Linked DNA regions of Macaca fascicularis: region 2 is linked to region 1. A link is a contact called in public Hi-C data. All regions are on one chromosome and are shown on one strand. The core of a region is the stretch at or near the end of the contact, and the rest is flanking DNA. Distances in the headings are between cores, read along the strand shown. Region 1 holds the start of INPP5A (inositol polyphosphate-5-phosphatase A). Region 2 overlaps INPP5A (inositol polyphosphate-5-phosphatase A).

Region 1 (3,727 bases), core at 1,164-3,663:
AATCAAAGATTACTGGAAAGAACGTCTGCCCAGAAAAACTCTTTTCCCATTGAGACTAAAATGCCCCAACACGCTTAATGCTCCTGACATTTCTGAGGCTTTGAAGCCGCAGCTAACGGATCTGAATCATCTGAACAAACCATGCTACAGTGACATGTTACTGGAAAGCCTAGAATAGAACGCCAAATATACAGACACACACCCATGCCAGGCACTTTTGCAGAAAATGATCAAACATAAACCTAGATGAAGTTGTCCATAACAAAGTGTGAGGGAAAGCAGTTCGTCCCCAGCAGGTCAGTATAATACATGGGCACCTGGAAGTTAAAATAAGAAAAACAGAAAAACAGCGCCTTTTGTTAATAAAAACCAAACCTAGCCTGTGCATGAACTGAGCTTCATCAAACCCTTCACCCATGCTTGCTGCCAGCAAAGACACAAGACCTCCTCCTGAAATGGAAACCACGCGTGCATCAGTGGCACACATCCGTCATAAAGCTGGTGCGGCGCCCCACTGTTCACCTAGGGAGGGAGGGAGGGAGCATCCGTGGCTCCACAGCCTCCATCTGGGCCACTTGGAGCCGCACTCTGCTTTATTTGGGTTGGCAGCACGAGTACCAACAGCAGGGTGGCACCGTGGCTGAAACGCCGAACTAGGTCAGCCTGGCCTGCCTCTGGGGAGCTCCCAGTGCGCCCTGAGCCTTAGCTCCCTGGTCTCTCCAGAGACGGGGGTGCCCCCAGGATCCTGGGTGGGACTGAGGCTTGGGTGGGAGGAGCCCTAGAAGGTAAAGGCCATAGGCAATCAGCATCCCCTTTCTGCCCCTAAAGAGCTTCTCAGCATCTTTTTCCTCAATAAATAAAAAATATAAAGTCCTACAGGGCTTTCAACAGACTTCCCTTATTTAAGAACTAAAGAGACACTAAGTGGCAGGGTTAAATGAGGGCACCCTATCCTCTGGCCTTGCAGGGACCGACGGACAGTGAGGCCGGCACCCAGGCATACAGGAGCTGGGGCTGACAGCCAGAGAGGAGGGCCTAGGCTCAGAGGACAGGGACCAGGGGTGGGAGTCAAGGGTTAGAGTTTGGGAAGCAGGCTCAAGGCCCAGGCTTAATGATCAGGATTCAGGATTCAGGATTCAGGGGCAGGAGCGTTTTGGAGAAAGGGGCCAAGGATGGGATCTAGGAACCAGAGTTAGGGGCCGGGTTCAGAATTGGGTTTGGGGCCTGACTCTGGAACCAGGGTTCCAGGTTCAGGGGTCGAGGACAGGGGTTCAGGGCCATAAGCTGGGGCCTGAGCTTGAAATTCAGGGTTCAGAGTCAGGCTAGATTGGCTTTAGGGGCAAGGACCACAGTATGAAGGCTGGGATTCTTGGGCTAGAATTCAGGGTTTGGGGAACAGGGACAGGAGGCTGGGGCCACAGCCCAGTGTCAGAAGTTCCTGGGTTAGTGTTTGTGGTTATGTTTCAGGGCTGGGGTCCAGGGCTCAGGGACCAGAGACAGAGGTTTGAGACCAGGTTCTGTAACCAGGGTTCTGCAGTCAGGATTTGTGATTCCAGTGACCATGGATCTGGGGTTCAGGGCCAGGGTTGGGGATGGGCATTCCAGGGCCAGGGTTCTGAGGATTCGGAAATCAGGGCTGGGGCAGGGTTTTGTGCGCACAGACCCTGTTTCTGGGGTTTGGGTTCCAAGGACTGTTAACAGGGGATCTGACAGGGTTTTAATATTGGAGTTTCCAGGTCAGGATTTGGAAACAGGAGTTCAGAGGCAGGGTCCCAGGGTCAACGGTCAGCTGCTGGAGGATGGGGTTCGGGGTTCAGGGCCCAGGTCTTCAGGTCTCGGGCTTGGGGATCAAGGGGTCTGGGCTCCCAGACTTGGGAATCAGGACAAGAGTCTGGGGTCCTGGGTACAAGGATCAGAGTCTGAGGCCTTGAGGTCTGGAGGTTCAAGGTCCAGGGTCCAGGGCTTGGAGTTCCGGACCCCGGGGTCAGGGTCGGGGGTCCCGGGCTTGGGGTCGGGGCCTGCCGCCGGCGCGGGGCACTTACGTCGTCGAAGAGCGAGCCCACGTTGGCCGTGACCAGCAGCACCGCGGTGCCCGGAGCGGCCACCTTCCCCGCCATGGTGCCCGGGCGGCGCGGGCGCAGGGCTGGGCGGCGGCGGCGGCCGCTTCCTCCGGGACCGGCCGGCCGGGGTCTTCGCGGGGCCGCGGGGCGTCAGCTGCGCCGGGGGGCGGCCCCGGGGCGCATCGCGGGCTCGGCGGGTCGGCCGGGCCTGGCCGGGGCTCCGGCCTCGCGCTCGCTCGCTCGCTCGCTCGCTGCTCCGCGGCCCCGCGCCCGTCGCTCGCCGCCGCGCCTCACAGTGGCCCGCGCGCAGCCATTAGATCCGCTGGGAAAGTTCCCGCAGCCGCCGCCGACTCAGGCTGAGGGCAAGTCCCGCCCCTCGGAGCCGAGCCCAGGGCGGGGCCTGCGCGGGGCGGAGCCTGACTCGGGGTGGAGCCGGGCCTGGGGCGGGGCCCGTGCGGGGTGGAGCTAGGCCCGGGGCGGGGGCTTTGCGAGGGGGCGGAGCCTCGGGGGCGGGGCCTGAGCTGGGCTTAGATCTGAACAGAGTGGGGCGGGACCTGTGGAAGGGGCGTGGCCTGTGCGGAACTTGGGGCCCTCGTGGAGGCGGGGCCTGTCTCGGGGCGGGGCCTACGCGGGGGACTCCTGAGTCCGGCGGCCTGGTACTGGCCGCTCCTCCACTGCGCTCCTGTCAGTCAGGCCCGCAAGGACGCCGCGCCCCCGCTCCGCCCCCCGCACCGCGGCTGCGCACAGACTCCGCCCTTCGCACTTCTATGACGTCACGGCCCTGCTCCGGCCGCACCTCTTAAAGGGGCAGTGTGTTCCCGGCGCCGGCGGCGGGTGCGCTCTCTTGCGGTTCCCGGGGGACCGTCCCGCCACCACGAGTGCGCGGCCGCAGTGGTCCAGCAGCGTACCGGGCGTGCCGGGGAGGGAAGCCCACCGGGGCGGCAGCACTCGCACCTGCAGGGGCCGGGCCACGTGCGCCAGGCTCTCCCCGCAGACGGAGCCTGGATTGTGCAGCTTCCCGGCGCGTCCACCCGGCTCCCGAGCCGCGACTTCACTCACGAGGAGCGGCTGCGGCCCAGAGAAGACAGAGGGGAGGCGGCGTCAGGCCGGGAGTCCGCGGGGCGCACCCTGATGTCCCGGAGGCCAGGCTGGTCTCAGCGTGGGGCGTGCGGGGAACCCTCGCAGGGACTAAAGGGGCTCGGCGGGGAGAGGGGCTGGTGAGGGTCCAGGAGCGCAGAGCGCGGAGGAACAGCCGGCTCGGCGCGGGGCCCGGGGCAGCGATGCTGATCCTGGCCGCCGGAGGTGCCAGGGCACGGGCTGGACCCTGGGTCTGAGGCCGCGGGGACACCGCTGCCCTGAACAGGACAAGCTTGTAGACGGAGGAGGAGAACCACATTTTTCATCTTAAGCTTCTAGTAGCTACATTTTTTAAAGGTAACAAGTAATAGCCAAAATTAACAATACGTTTTACTTAACGCAATAGATAAATACATCATTCAACATGTAACCAGTATTTAACAACCTCAGTTAGATTCCTTCCCAGGAAGGCTTTGCACGGGCACCTGAGTCTTGGCAGCAGCCCACAAGGCCGCTTCCACTGATCTGCAGCCCTGTGTGGCCAGTGGCCACCATGCAGAGCAGGCACTCCAGAGGGTATTGTGGACACA
Region 2 (3,452 bases), core at 7-2,506, 110 kb before region 1:
GTTCCTGATCAGTTCGGTCAGTGCCCGTGACAATCTGGGCTGGGTGCAGTGGTGGTGGGTGGAAGTGTGAGCTTTCCAGGAAGCTCGCCGGGCACAGGCTCCTGCTGGACCCCTCCTGGCAGGGACTCCGGGGCCTGGTTCCCCGCCTCTGAGTGTCCACTTCGGCACATGCCTTCCTGAGACGGTCGCTGGGAGGTGTCGACAGTGCTGGCGTCCAGGCTCAGCACAGGCTGGACAGAGTGAGGTGGCACGAGCCGGACACGGCCACTCACACCATAGGCGTTGGCCCATACCAGAGAGATACAGCCACCGGGGACACAGGCGCCGGGGAACCGGGAGGACACGGCCACTCACACCATAGGCGTTGGCCCATACCAGAGAGATACAGCCACCGGGGACACAGGCGCCGGGGAACCGGGAGGACACGGCCACTCACACCATAGGCGTTGGCCCATACCAGAGAGATACAGCCACAGGGGATGCAGGCACCGGAGAACCGGGAGGACACGGGGGACGCAGGCGCCGGGGAACCGGGAGGACACGGCCACACACAGAGCCCTAGGCAGGTGCAGGAAGCCGAGGAGCTCCCCGGGGTTGGCCTGGGAGCCTCTGCAGCCTGCACGATGCTGGACAAAGATCCTTTCAACAAAACATCCTGCTGGACCACAGAGGATGGACAGGAAAGGCCACGCCACAGCGTCGGACAGCACGCTTGGGACAGGCCTGGCTGGAAACACGCCGCTGCACAGCACAGATGTGACAGTGTCCCCCGGTTATCTGGCATGGCTGTGAACAGACACAAGCCCCCACGGGGTGCACGTCTCCACCCACAAGTCTGAGCTTCTGCTTAGCACTTCACGCCCTGAGTGACAATGACACTGGCACGCGTGACCTTGGAACGATCAGGGAAGTCATGGCCCAAAGCTGTGCATTTTCTTCACCAAAATTCTACAGTGAAAGAGCAGGTGCTCCTAACTTAAAGGAAAAAAGGGTAGTCACTAAAAACACCTGGGTTGTTTTATTAGTGTTCTTGACCTGGATGCTTCATAGGAAGGCCCAAGAAAAATATCTCGGAAAGGCACGGCAAGAAAGAGCACGTTCACCAGCCAAGCAACAAGCAGCACCTGTTTCTGACGCGGAGCTGGGCCCAGCACGAAGGGCCCCTGGTTCCCAGGAAACGGGCAGCACAGCCCTGCCCAGGCCACGTCCATCGGCACGGCCAAGACTCGGTGTTAAAAATAGCAACAGCCAGGCCTTGTCAGGCGTCCTCCAAAGAGGAATATCGGAGTGACCTAAAAAGGAATTACATCCTGCACAGCACCCCAGTGGAAGCCCCGTGCCAAGATAAGGCACGCAGAGGGACACGGGAATTTCTCGATAGAAAAAGGCCACTGCTATTTGCCAACAACGCCTGGAAAATACTCTGTTTAAAATCCCTAAAATCCCCGCTGCCCACCCTTGCCCTGGGTGGGGGCTCTCCTCTCCAGGTCCCTTCAGGGCTGGGCTGGGCTGCAACAGGTGCAGGGATCCCAGGAAGAGGTCTGTGTGTGACCAACCAGACCCAGGTTCCCACATGCCCCTGGTCAGACGGCCTCCTCAAGGCGCAGCCGATGGGACCGGCCAGGGCGCACGGAGCAGCTGTGTGGGCAGGGGCCTGTTCTTCTCTCCGCCCTGCACATAGGACACCATGAGTTTCCATGACCTCACCACAGGCAGCCTGGCCAGCCTGTGTGATCTGGAGCTGCCTCTCCTTGGCCCTGCCATGGGGAGGGGCGTGGGACCCAACGCTCCCCACCCAAGCACAGCCCGGAGTTTTAGGGTCACCACGCTGACCACACGCAGCAGCCTTTCCCCAGAGGCAGGGCAAGTGACTTAAGCAAATCTGCCGATGGAGCCTGAAGCTGCTGCTGGAGACACCACGGGCAGAGGTGGAAACGCAGGGCTCTAACCCGCACAAAGTCCTGGCTTGGGCCATCGAACCTCCTGCAAATCAGTTCTAGTTTAAGAAGCACGTCTCCCCCTCCTCCCCCGGTCTCCACACCACCCCCCACCCCCCACCGCCGCACAAGGCAGGGCAAGGTTAAGTCCAGGGTTACGGCAGATGCGACCAAGGCCCCACCCGCTCCCCCACCCTGGCCTGGCTTCCATGATGGTAACAGCAACTGCGGCCTCGCAGCCATCATATAAAAGAACACCTTCTGGAAGCCTCTTTCGCAAGGCCAGCCGCCATGCAGATTTTCACGACAGCCCTTTCTCACTCTGGCCACGGCAAGCTCCCGAAGGGACTGAAGCGATCCCTGACCCTTCAGCCCATCTGGAGCAGGGTAATGGGACCCAAAGTATGAAGAGTCTCATAAAGCCACTGACTCAGCTCCTGGCTCCCCGTCTCAGTGCCCTGATGATCGTTTCTCCCCTCCGACCTTCCCAGTTCCCCCTTTCCACAAGGCCCCCACCCCCCAAAGCTTGCCCCTTGCCTCCACAGGCTCCTCAAACACCTGTCTCCCCCTCCCTTCCTGGGATTCACAAGATCCCGAGAGTTCTCACTGCATGCTCTGCTCAGCTATGCTGCCGAAAACCCATAGACGCCTTCCCCTTGCAGACACCTTTCCATCAAAGACAGCCTCCCCTCATGGACGTCCTCCCGTCATGGGCGCCCTCCCTCATGGACGCCTTTCCCTCATGGACGCCTTTCCCTCATGGACGCCTTTTCCTCATGGACGCCTTTCCCTCATGGACGCCTTTCCCTCATGGACGCCTTTCCCTCATGGACGCCTTTCCCTCATGGACCTCTTTTCCTCATGGACCTCTTTCCCTCATGGACGCCTTTCCCTCATGGATGCCTTTTCCTCATGGACGCCTTTCCCTCATGGACGCCTTTCCCTCATGGATCCCTTTCCCTCATGGATGCCTTTTCCTCATGGACCTCTTTCCCTCATGGACGCCTTTCCCTCATGGACACCTTTCCCTCATGGACGCCTTTCCCTCATGGACGCCTTTTCTTCATGGACGCCTTTCCCTCATGGACGCCTTTCCCTCATGGACGCCTTTTCCTCATGGACGCCTTTTCCTCATGGACGCCTTTTCCTCATGGACGTCTTTCCCTCATGGACACCTTTTCCTCATGGACGTCTTTTCCTCATGGACGCCTTTCCCTCATACCTTTTCCTCAAGGACGCCCTCTCCTCATGGACGCCTTTCCCTCATGGACGCCTTTCCCTCATGGACGCCTTTCCCTCATGGACGCCTTTTCCTCATGGACACCTTTTCCTCATGGACGTCTTTTCCTCATGGATGCCTTTCCCACATGGATGCCTTTCCCTCATGGACGCCTTTTCCTCATGGACGCCCTCCCCTCATGGACACCCTCCCCTCATGGACGCCCTCCCCTCATGGACACCCTCCCCTCACGGACATCTTTGCCTCATACCTTTTCCTCAAGGACGCCCTCTCCT

What was found. A called contact is a pair of places that touch in the nucleus more often than the background predicts.
Region 2: a Hi-C map of skeletal muscle shows a contact between it and region 1, with 4 times the contacts expected there. The contact joins the enhancer-like site here to the promoter of INPP5A in region 1.

Annotation. Positions count from the first base shown.
Region 1 is chr9:141,601,885-141,605,611 of T2T-MFA8v1.1, reverse strand. It overlaps INPP5A (inositol polyphosphate-5-phosphatase A), which reads right to left and starts at 2,413. Exons shown (of 16, transcript XM_065521648.2): 1 at 2,043-2,413. The coding sequence starts at 2,117.
Region 2 is chr9:141,707,450-141,710,901 of T2T-MFA8v1.1, reverse strand. The region is part of intron 2 of INPP5A (inositol polyphosphate-5-phosphatase A); the gene reads right to left. Among named protein-coding and RNA genes, the nearest start is that of INPP5A, 110 kb to the right of the region's middle. Within about 2 kb of position 1,256, at least 2 of the 6 cell types and tissues checked have an H3K27ac peak or open chromatin away from gene starts, as enhancers often do.